2 separate regions of the Mus musculus genome follow, and region 2 is linked to region 1. Evidence: chromatin contacts called from public HiChIP or PLAC-seq data. All regions are on one chromosome and are shown on one strand. Each heading gives the region's core, a stretch centred on a gene start, on an enhancer-like site or on the middle of the called end of the contact. The rest is flanking DNA. Distances are from core to core; before and after follow the strand shown.

What was found. HiChIP or PLAC-seq counts read pairs in DNA pulled down with a chosen protein or histone mark.
Region 2: a contact with region 1 is called in an HNF4G HiChIP or PLAC-seq map of pancreatic cancer cells. The contact joins the enhancer-like site here to the promoter of Aldh1a3 in region 1. A contact is called at or near these places in 1 of 484 Hi-C or Micro-C datasets (nephron progenitors), 3 of 115 datasets of contacts at active chromatin or transcription factors (a colorectal cancer cell line, embryonic stem cells and pancreatic cancer cells) and 3 of 9 other capture datasets (adipose tissue, liver and pancreatic islet).

What each region holds. Positions count from the first base shown.
Region 1 is chr7:66,425,240-66,430,750 of GRCm38.p6, reverse strand. Aldh1a3 (aldehyde dehydrogenase family 1, subfamily A3) reads left to right here and starts at 3,274. Exons shown (of 13, transcript NM_053080.3): 1 at 3,274-3,437. The coding sequence starts at 3,339. It overlaps Gm33515 (a long non-coding RNA gene), which reads right to left and starts at 2,104. Exons shown (of 3, transcript XR_391552.2): 1 at 2,015-2,104; 2 at 1,183-1,236; 3 at 257-687.
Region 2 is chr7:66,473,792-66,479,269 of GRCm38.p6, reverse strand. No RefSeq gene overlaps it. Among named protein-coding and RNA genes, the nearest start is that of Gm33515, 48 kb to the right of the region's middle. Within about 2 kb of position 1,584, at least 45 of the 459 cell types and tissues checked have an H3K27ac peak or open chromatin away from gene starts, as enhancers often do. A contact at or near this core is called in a colorectal cancer cell line and pancreatic cancer cells, where this site is marked.

The sequences.
Region 1 (5,511 bases), core at 2,025-4,524:
CCGCCATGAAGAGGATTTTTTCACGCTGGTGCAGAGGAGCAACTCAGGTCCTCATGCTTGTGCCATAGGCACCTTGGTGACTCCATCTTCCCTCCAGTCTCCAGTGCTTTCTAAGAAATTGGGGTTTTTTGTTTGTTTGTTTATTTATTTATATGTGTGTGAGTACTTTGTGTGTGTGTGTGTGTGTGTGTGTGTGTGTGTGTGTGTGTATCACACACCATCTATTTCTATCGCTATTTCTATCTCTATCTCTATCTCTATGTATCTCCCACACCATATATGTGTAATGCCTACAGAAACCAGATGAGGGTGTCAGATCCCCTGAAACTGGAGTTACAGCAGCTGTGAGCTGTCATGTGGTTGCTGAAAACAAAACCATCTCTCCACACAGACCCCAAGATGCCTAATTTTTGTTTTTATGTTTATTACACAAACTAGCCTTCAATGTAGTCCCAGATCACACGATGCACCCTCCAAGAAGCCAAGCTTCAGACAGTGCCAGCCCCACCAATCTGAATACAAAAACAATAAAATGAGCAGAAAACTGAAGTCTGGGAGCACTACATAAGCTGGGAAGAAGTAAGGGAGAAATGTCTGCTGGTAGGAGATCCTGGAGAATTGAGACCAGGCTTGTATACAGCACTCCATAGTTGATCCAGTGTTATCTTGCTTGAGCCTCCCCAAGCACTAGGGAGTGGAATGGGGGTTACAGGAAAGGAAATGAAAGTTCAGAGTTCCAGGTTCCAACCCAGGAGCACACAGCTGGGTCTGAGGCAGGGATGTGGAACTGGAAGGGAGCTGAGCCAACCACAATGCTCTGGAAGTCCCCAGACACCTGGTGACCCACTGTGCTAAGTAATGAGTCCCACCTCCTTTGATCCCAAGGGCCATGTCCTTGTGGCCAAAGCCATGCAAGGCCATAAGTGTTGGTTTCTGGCAGACACAGCCAGAAGGGAGAAACCCACTATTTTGCTAACTCATAAAATACTTAGCACCTTAATGACCTCAGTTGACCCCGGGGCCACCTTGGGACACAGGTACATCCTTGGGTGAATAAATGTGACAGAAAAAAATATTAAGAGAAGCCTCTCCTCACATCCTGCCCCCCCCCCGCAGTTTGCCTTTGGTTCCTCCAAGACAGTGAGGTCTAGGACAAGTATCCACCTGCCTCTGTTTACTCACCTGTAAAATGGGAACTTGAACATCGAAGCTTCTCCCTGCCTGCTGAATGACAAGCTGAGGGGTGTGGAGGAAGAGACTTCCAGTCAGGACAAGCCCAGAACCAAGCCCATCCCCCCCCCCTGACCTGCTCTTTGGGAACTGCCTACTACAGGGAAGGTCTATGGTTGAGTATTCTGCTCTGACCTCCCGGTCACATGGGAATCAGTAAGAGGGGGAAGGTGAGCCAGTCTGTCTGCCTGTGGTCATTGCCAATGGCTCCAAGGCTCTGCAGATGCCACAGTCAGGAGGGAGTCTTGGGGTTGGAGTTGAGGCAACCTGCATTGTCCAGTCTGTGCCTGGCAGAGTGGCAGCTGCCCATCTTAAAAGATTCTTATGAACAAGGAACTGAGTTTTAATTCCCAAATCCATTTGCCTCCCCTACCAGTCTAACAATTATTTAATAAGTTCAATGTCCTCTGTACATTTTTGGAGTTTGTATTTTCTTAAAGACCCTTCAAAGTGATAACCAAAGTGATAACCAGGGTAGCCTTGAAGGACAGGAGTTCTGAGACAGCCTTTGGTCTCTGTCCCCTGCACAGAGAAGGGTCTTTCAGCATTTCAAAAGCACCCAGATGGCAGGACTCAGCATCCAGGGGACCTAGTATGAGACACCCCAGATGTTTACTATAGACCAAGGTGGGAGTTGTGGGACCAGCTACATGTCCAGGGAGCCCAGAAAGAGCAGGAAAGATGGAGGAAGAATGTTGGTGACCCTAGTGTCAAAGGAAGATTCTCAGAAGCCTGTCAGTCCTTGCTCATTTGGGGGCCCACAGCCCCCCATCCCCACTCTCACCTGCATGCTCAATCCTTAATAGCAGGAGATTGTCTGAGAGGGCACAGCTCAAATAGGGCCTTCTGAAGGTTTACTGCTTATTCCACTATCCAGAAGGATTCCTAGTGACAAGACAGTGAGGAAGGACATGGGGAACAGAAATGGAGGCTGAGTCCTTAGAACAGGCAGAGGGAGGTACCTTACACAGAAGCACATGGCCAAATCTCTCTAAGGACTAAACCCCCTCCTCTGTGGGGAGTTCAAGCCTCACCCCCTGATGCAGCCACCCTACACGTGGGTGAGACACTTCTCCGGGTTTCGGATGAAGCTTAAGTCTTAAGTCCTGGGCTGAAAGAAGCGTTTCCTAAACGAGTTGGACATGCCTTTCCCACAGCCCCTCTTGGCAGTTCTGAGCAACATAAACATTAAGAGCTTTTAGTCTGAAAGCAACTAGCTGCAAAGATCTCATGTTTTGTTTTGGGGATTTTTTTTCCATTTTTTTAAAACGGAAGTTTAATTTGTGCGTTTGAAAAATTAAAATAATTGCCTCCCTAGGGTTGTGCGTACTTATATGAAGGTCACAGGACCATCAGCCGCAAAACTCCATAAGGCTGCGCATAAGAGCTGTCGCTTAGCCTGCTGTCGTGGGTGTGACGGAAGTTTCCTGCCAGCCAGGCTCAGAGTAGACCTCCTCCGCTGGCGGCCCTAGCTTGGGAAGGATGGAGCGCAGGCTTCTGGCAGTTGGACCCCAAATTGAGGCAGCCACGGGTGGTGACCACAAGACGTCTAGATCCTGGGAGGCACAACGCAGGGTCCCGGAGAGAGCGCTCACTCCCGCCGAAGTTTTGGAGAGCCGCTGCGGTGGTCCGGGGACCGCAGGTGCCTCTGACAAAATCTCGAGATTGCCCAGAGAGAGGCCTGTTACTGCGATCGCTACGAGCCGGCTCCCTGCCCTGACGGATGTCCGACCCTTGGGAATTCCCGGCCTTGGTGCCCCCGGCCCCCAAGTTCGCAGAAGGGCAGCCTACTAGGCTGCGGAAGCCCGCGGTGTGGCCGCCCAGCGATGCGCAGACAGAGCTCTCTGGCCGCAGCCTAGGTCGGTCTGGGACCGTCCCGCTCCCGGAGGGGCAGGGACAACAGGAGGGGTAGCAGCGGCGGCCGGGTCCCCTCCTCCTCTCCCGCGCCCGCCCTCCCTTCCTCCGTCCTGCAGCCAATTAGGCGGCCCCCTTGGGCGGGAGGCGTGGGGCGCTGCATAAAGGCGCGGAGCTGTCACCCAGAGCAGGCTGCGCACCGCCCAGGCCAAGCTGGTGCGTCGGGGACACGGACCGGAGAGTGCGAACCAGTTATGGCTACCACCAACGGGGCTGTGGAAAACGGACAGCCGGATGGGAAACCGCCTGCCTTGCCGCGCCCCATCCGCAACTTGGAGGTCAAGTTCACCAAGGTGAGGAGGGTGCGCTGTCGACTCGACGGCCTGGGACTCCTGCGCCGAGCAGCCTGGTAGGGAGAGTGGGGACCAAGATACAACCGTGCTGGGAGTCCGCAGGGAGCTGCCCACACCTGAGCGTCTCTGGTGGGGGCCGGCTCCTTGGAAACTGCACTTTTTTGAGGGGCACCCCAGAATGGAAACCTGCACCTCTGGCTGAACGATCTAAGCCTCAAAGCCAGAAGAGGAGCAGGAGCGATGCAGTGAGTGCAGCGCCCACGGTGCGGGAGTTGCAGCCTGCAGAGCCGCCCCCACCCCCACCCCCAGTGTCCGGGCCACCGCCCACTTTGAGTGCTGGTGCTTTTGGTGAATGGGCATAGGGCGACTTCTTGGTAGAGGGCTTTCTGGGCTGAAGGACCTGGGTTAGGGGGCGGGGGAGGGGGGCTAGAGATACCTGAGCACTCCAGGATGAGTTTGAGGCACACCAGGAACTGCAACTTGGAAGTAAGTCTTCCTGGGCAATGAGAGAAGGGTCTAGTACCCCGTCCGTCCTTCCGTCCGTCCTGTCCATTGTGTTCAGTCTGATCCCAGCTTACCAGGAGAGCAGGGGAGGAAAGATGGACGTCATTGAGGAGTACTCCTCAAGGCCTCTCGATCTGGGCCCAGGGAAGGAGCTGCGGGTTGAACAAGACCATAGGCAGGCCTGGTGGTGTTTGCCCTTTCCTGGGAGGCTGGAACTAGCATAGTGGTGAGCTCACCTGCCCAGAGCTTCAGGGACAATGATGTCTGGGAGCAGAGAAGGCTCAGAGAGGAAGAACAAGTCTAAATTCAGAGATGCGCTGCTCTGACTGCTAGGTGTACTGGCGGGCGTCTGAGGGACCACAGCGCTCCATCGGCTTCAGGTCTGGAAACCTCAACCCCTCTTATTTTCCTGTCTTGTCCACCGAGCTCAACTCCAGCTGACACGATGCTAAGAAGCCGCCTTCATGGGTTTTTATTTTCAAAAGTAGCAATTATCCCTCTTGAATAATTTTAATCAAAAGGTGAAAGTGGCAGGTCGCTATGTGTGGGCTTCAGATTCTGATATGTTGGTACTTAGTCCCCCTGAAGTCGGCCGTGCCGACATATAAATTGCATGACATTTACATGAACTGTTTTCCCAAGGAAGGCTCTGTAATCAAGAGAGGCACAGTCCTGGGAAGACTGAAAGTTTTTTAAAATGTAGTTTCCTCGATCGTGTCAGCTTCGGAGGGAGAATTTCAACATCGGGGCTGGGAAAGGAGCAAATAATGGCTTCATTTTTCAGACCTCATTTCGATGATCCTCTCTTGCTCTGGCGGTGGCTGTTCTGTTTTGTTTTTTACAGTTCTGTAAAAAACACCACAGCAGCCAGAAAGTGAGCAGGATCGCCTCTTCGCTTAGGATTTTACGGAATCCTCCCACAATTGTCTGGCTACAAAGCAGGAAAAGTTTGCCTCTTTTTAGGCGATTTCCTGGAACACTTTAAAGATGCAGCCTTTATGGTGAGGATCCTGGGAGATTGTCAGAGGAGTAGTTGGTTCTGACAGAGCCCCCTCCCCTTTGAGGGTTGAAGGTCTGGGGGTGTCTGGCGGAGACTGTGGAACACGGTAAGATGCAGGGGACTGAGAGCTGCGACCCTCGGCCCCAGGGATGTTCCAGGAGATACTAGCTCCAGCTGCCTGGTGCCTAGCTACACCTTTCATCCCCTTACTAGTTCCAACCTGCTCCCTCTGGGCTTCCTGTGCACCTCTGCAGAGACCCCTCAGAACAATGAAAAAGGCCAAGGTGAGTCTTGTACCATCAGGGTGTCCTGGGCTAAGGATGGAAGCCAAAGATGTGGAAGAGCAGAATCGAGACTGGGGACAAGTAGTGGGCTGTGAGGCCTGTGAGCCAGCAGAGGTGTGCAGTTTCCCTGACTCACTGTGCTCCTGCAGCACGGAGGACTGGATGGAGCCCAGGCAATGGCAGGGCGGTTTACCAGCTTCCAGAAGGATGACTTTATCAAAGCTCCTTCATTTGTTCTCAAACCTTTACAGTGGGTGCAAGGCCATGAGGAGAGGGAGGGTCCTCT
Region 2 (5,478 bases), core at 335-2,834, 50 kb before region 1:
CCAGAGGGGTTTACATGGAGTACCAATAGTCCCAAGAACTGAGGTTCCATCCACAGGACTTAGGCTACACACAGAGGCAGAGGTGACCCGAGAATAACTAAGGTCTTCTGTCAGGCTGGTGACTGTTTAGCTTATATAGTGAGTTTGGGGGAGGTGTGTGCTCCCAAAGGAATGCCCCCAGGGAAGGGGGGAAAGAGGGCTTAAAGCTGGGAAGGCCCTAAGAGGGTCTTAGCACCAGATGTAAGAAAAATGAGGCGTAGAGGCAGACAGACTTGATCTCAGTGAGCTGGACCCACTTTAATAGAAGAGCTGGGGCCTCAGGCTTCCCAGTGAAGGTGGAGTGCCTTTATAGGGGCTAGGGGCAGGTACACACACACACACACACACACACACACACACACAAGTGCAGGTAACTACCAGGGAGTTGCAGCCATTTTTGTGGTTTGACTGGGAGAAGGGTGAGTTGTTCAATACCAGGGCACGAGGTTTCTGCAGGTGAAGTAGATCAGTGAAGCTGAGGGCCAAGCAATTCTTTATGATTCGCAGCTATTGCCCGGTTGCAGCCTGACTGAACTAGAACTTTAAGCTGAAACTTCACTTTCCAGCATTTCCGTTGCCCCAGACAACTACAGTCTGAAAATATTAACTAAATGGAAAATTCCAGAAATGAAACAAGTCACAAGTTTTAAACAACTTATAAGAAAGAGATTGCTATCATTGTTCTATCTTATTATTAGTTACAGTTTTAATCTCTTAGGGTACCAAATGTATAAATTAACCATGAGCATGTATGTATGGGGAAAATAGCATACAGAAAGCCAGGCACTAGGTAGCTGCAGTCTCATTCGCCGTTTGGAAATCACCCCCTCCCCCCAAGCATAATGGGGTGCTACTAAATTTGCATAGTGGAAGTCTAACAAATCCCTCTTCCCAAGGCCACATTCAGTAATGTCGCAGTTGCTTGGCATTGATGAGAGTGAAAGTATTTCCACTAGGCGATTGGCAAAGCTACAAATGAGGCGCTTTAATGACAATTCAACTCTAAAGCCACCAGGTTGTGAGTAACAGGACATAACAAGGCGATATTACAGAGTTCCGCAGCTAATATTTGATTCAGGGATTCTGTAAGAACTACATGTGTTTGTTATGAACACAAGATTTGGGGGCGGGGGGGGGGGGACGAAAGACTCCTGGGAGAAACAGGAGGGTCGAGAAGTTGCAGTAAAGAATACGGTGTAGCCTGCTGTTTATTGTAAGTGGTGCAGTGCACATTCCGGATGTCACCAACTCTTACTTGGAATTCCTATGTGCGTGAATGCATGTGCTGTCTTTCGCTAAGCTGCCGTTAGACAGTTTGCACAGTGATATTGGACCCACTGAGAAAGAACAATCCTGTCGCTAGCAGCACCTGCCCTGGAGATCCTTGCCAGGAGATGAGTTAAAGGGCACTTCTGGGATGTCTACAGAAGGACACGGGAAAGCAAACAAATGACAAGATGACATCATTCTTAAGGAACACACAAATGACTGCACAGACAGGAACCATGACTCAGCCATCTGCCAGTGACTCAGCTAGAAACCTTCAGTCAAATAAAGTCCACTACAATGTCCTTTGAGATGTAAGTACCACATGCTGTTGATTGGACAGTGCACCACAAACACGCTGCCCGGAAGCAAGGAAATGCCCTGTACAGTCATTTCCTGTTTCAGACACTGTTAAATGCGGGTGGGACAGGAAGGGAGGAATAAGGACTGGAGAGATGGCTCAGTGGGAAAAGACACTGTGGCCAAGCCCAAAAGCCTGTATTAGATCCCTGGAACCTACGTGGTAGAAGGAGAACGAACTCTTAGAAGTTCTCAGATTTCCACATGTGTCCCATGGTACAAACACCATCCCCCCCCCCACACACACACACACTCAATAAATGCAATACAACTTTTTAATGAGGAGCAATGTTGGCTTGCAGTATGTGGTGGGGTGGGGGAGGGGATGATCCAGACGATGGGGATGAAAGAGGTGGATCATTATTGCATGTTTAAGAGTAAAATTTCAATATTTCATTTAAACCTTTCAGTTGCATTCATTTATTTTCACGTGTGCTCAGTGCACATATGAAGGTCAGAGAACAACTTTCGGGAGCTGTTTTTCTCCACCCTGTAGGTTAGGTGCCAGGAAGGGAATTCAGGTTTTCAGGTGTAGCAACAAGTATCTCTACCCACTGAGCCATCTCACAGGCCCCTCCTTTAAACGTTTATGAATGTTGACAATGGAGTAGGTGCCACTTGCAGCCATGGTTCCTGTGAGCCGTGGTCACACAGCACAATGTTGTCGGGGGACATCAGCGGCTGTATGCTCTTGTCTCTGCTGAACTCCTGGCTTCCCATCCAGAGGAACTGGAGTCTGTGGGGGGGGTGAGAGCTGGGGGGCTGCCCCCACCAGTCCCGCTCTCTGATCACCTACTGACATCATCTCTCTGTGTGATCTTGGTAATCCTATCCGCTCTGTGCCTTTCCTGAGAAAATAAATGAAAGCAAGCCCTCAGAGTGGTCCTCAATCCACTTAATTGTCTTGCCTTCAGGTTTTGACAAATAATCCGTACTTCTTAAGACCCTCCAAGCTCGCGTCTGCCTCCTCCCCGTTATTTCTTTGAAATTCCACTCAGTGGTCTCCATCTCACATGTCTCCCTCCACCTGACCCTGGCACACTTTCTCTCTGTCTTCTCCTGCAGGGGCTAAGCTGAATTCTTCCCGTGGACCTTGGCAGAGCCTGGCTCCCTGCACAGTTGGTCAGGGACATATGCAGAAAAGGCATGTGGAGGTCAGCCCCGCACAGTGACACCCAGAGAGAAGGCAGACACGCTGAACTAGAGACATACCACTGACATGAGGTCAGAACCCCATGCTCCCCATCGCTTGGCTTCATCCAAGCCAGGACAGAACTATGGGACACCTAGACTATCCAGGCCTGACCACCAAGAGCCCTTGCCTGCCTGTAGAGTCTACAAGAAGAATTCAAGCAGACTTTTAATTGTGGAGGGCTTTTAAAATTTTTTAACTAGAGTGCTATTTATTTTTACTTTTTTTTTCCTCTTTGGCATGTGTATATGTGTGTTGTTCATGTGTGTGCATGTGTCATCCAGGTGTGTGGTGCATGCCCATGTGTGTGAAGGACAGAAGCCAACATCAAATGCCTCTTTAATTCTTTAGTTTCTCTTTACCATGTGTATGCTCATACCTCTCTCTCTCTCTCTCTCTCTCTCTCTCTTTCTCTCTTTCTCTCTCTCTCTCTGTGTGTGTGGGTGTGTGTGTGTGTGTGTGTGTGTGTGTGTTGCTGACCCTGGAGCTCCAGGGATCTCTGTCTCTGCCCCTGTTCCTGGCACTGGGTTACAGAGGCACCCTTTACGCCTGGCTTCTCCTGGGTGCTGGGGAATTAAGCTCAGGTTCTCTTAGGTGTGATATGAAGCCCCCTACCTACAGTACAATCTCCAAGCACCAAGCACTTATCTTTCTGAGACTTAATTTGTGAGTGCCTGATTCCAGGGCAGCTGGGGTAGTAGTCCTGGTTTAGGAACAACCCTTAGGGACCAGGGTGGCCTTTTAGGTCCTATCTATGCCTGTGTCAAGGGTCAGATTTTAGTATGGTCTGTGCAGAGAGGATTGATTTCAGGAACTGACATTCTCAGCTAGCCTCCTGCCCCAAGCTTGAGTCCTGCTTGGAAGATCTTTGGCACTTCCAGCCATCCCAAAGCTCCCAGTAATAGGAGACAGACCACATGTACCGACTTATGGACCCAAGAACAGGCCAAGTGGAAGAGTCTTCTTAAGGCTGTCACCAGTACTCATGTTACACTGCCCTGAGATTCCAGGCTTACCTGTGCTCAGATAAAGAGATAAGGAAGTCTCGGTGGAGGAAGGGAGGCTGGGGCTGGAAGAAGCCCCTTTCCTTTCATGACCTTGGACCACACAATTCAAAAAGGACTGAGCGAGTGGCAAGTGTTCAATAATTGCAAGCCAATATTTTTGTTTTCTTTAAAAGTCACATGCAGAAAGTGGCCTTTTATTTCTGTGAATTTTAAGACACATGTAAACCTTCCAGAGTAGGTTACAAACGAGTTCCGTCGCCTCAGGAAACTCCCTCTTGCTGCCTCTTTCCAGCCTTGTCTCTCTCTCTCCCTTCTTTTGGTTGACCTTTTCTGGAATGTTATATAAGCACAGGTAGGTGGCCAGCTAAGACTGGTTTATTTGTCTCCGTATAATGGCTTTGACATCCATTCTGGTTATCCTTTTTTATCTGTAGTTATCGCCTTTTTTCTCACTGAATAGTATTCCATGGCACACTGTTAACAGTTAATTCATTCGGTCATCTGTTTTATAATCTAAGGTCGTATCTGTCACGACAGCTATGAATGCTTTTCAAATCGCTGGGCGCCAGGTGATGCCTGTGCCCTGAACCACCCGTTCTCCAACCCTACTTGCCCTTGGGGGTTGGAGGGGAAGTGACACAGAATCAAAGACACAGACTCCAGGAGCAGGAGAGAAATGCCGCAGCAAGCTTGTCTCAGCACTGCTGCAAGCTCCTTTAATACCCTCCACCCGTGCTCCATTGGTCCCAAGAAAGCATCTCTTCTAAACAGCAGTTCCTGATTGGTTGGCTCTGTATGAATCAGCAGTCCTTGGACTCTTAGGCAGTTCTCAATTAGGTCCTCCTGCAGGAGATGCCTTTGGGACTGCACGGCCCCCAGCATTTATGTAATTGCCGTTGCTCCTACATTTTTACCCTTTTGTTTTTAAACTTTGACAGCCTAGTGGAAGCCAGAGTACCTGTGTGCCATTGTCTCTTTATTGTTGACCCCACCTTGAAGGATCCCCAGTATACTGGATTGTACGCCTTAGGTTATCCTGTCTTCCAGGATCTTACTCATTATTGACTACCAGCCCTCAAAGAGACATCACTCCAGAGGCATATCACACAAGGGACAGCCTACAAAGTAGTCTCACAGATTTCTGCCATCAATGCTTTGATCACTTCCTTAGGGGGCTGCAATCAGGATTTTCAAGCACCTAGATGGTCACCTTATTTATGGAGAGCTGCCTGTGAGACACTTAAACAAAATAATTATTAGTATGACAATTCCTCCCATCATAGCATAAGTGGCTATCAACAAGGGGTCAAACAGCCTCTTAATATTGTCACAAAATGGTCTTTGCATGAGCACGTGTTCATTTCTGTGGAGCAAATATCTAGCAAAGGACTAATGGGTCACAAGTGGCAGTGGTACAGCCTGGTGGTTTAATGTCCATTTTCTGAAGTGGCTGGGGGTACTGAGAATATCACTGTGTGCCTGCTTGACCCACTAGTCTTCTGGGGGTAAAGTTCACTCCATAAGCTCCATCCACCTTTTTAACTGTGTCATTCATATTCTTGCTTTTGAAATTCAAGAAGAATTTTACATACTCTGGATAGGCTAATATTACAT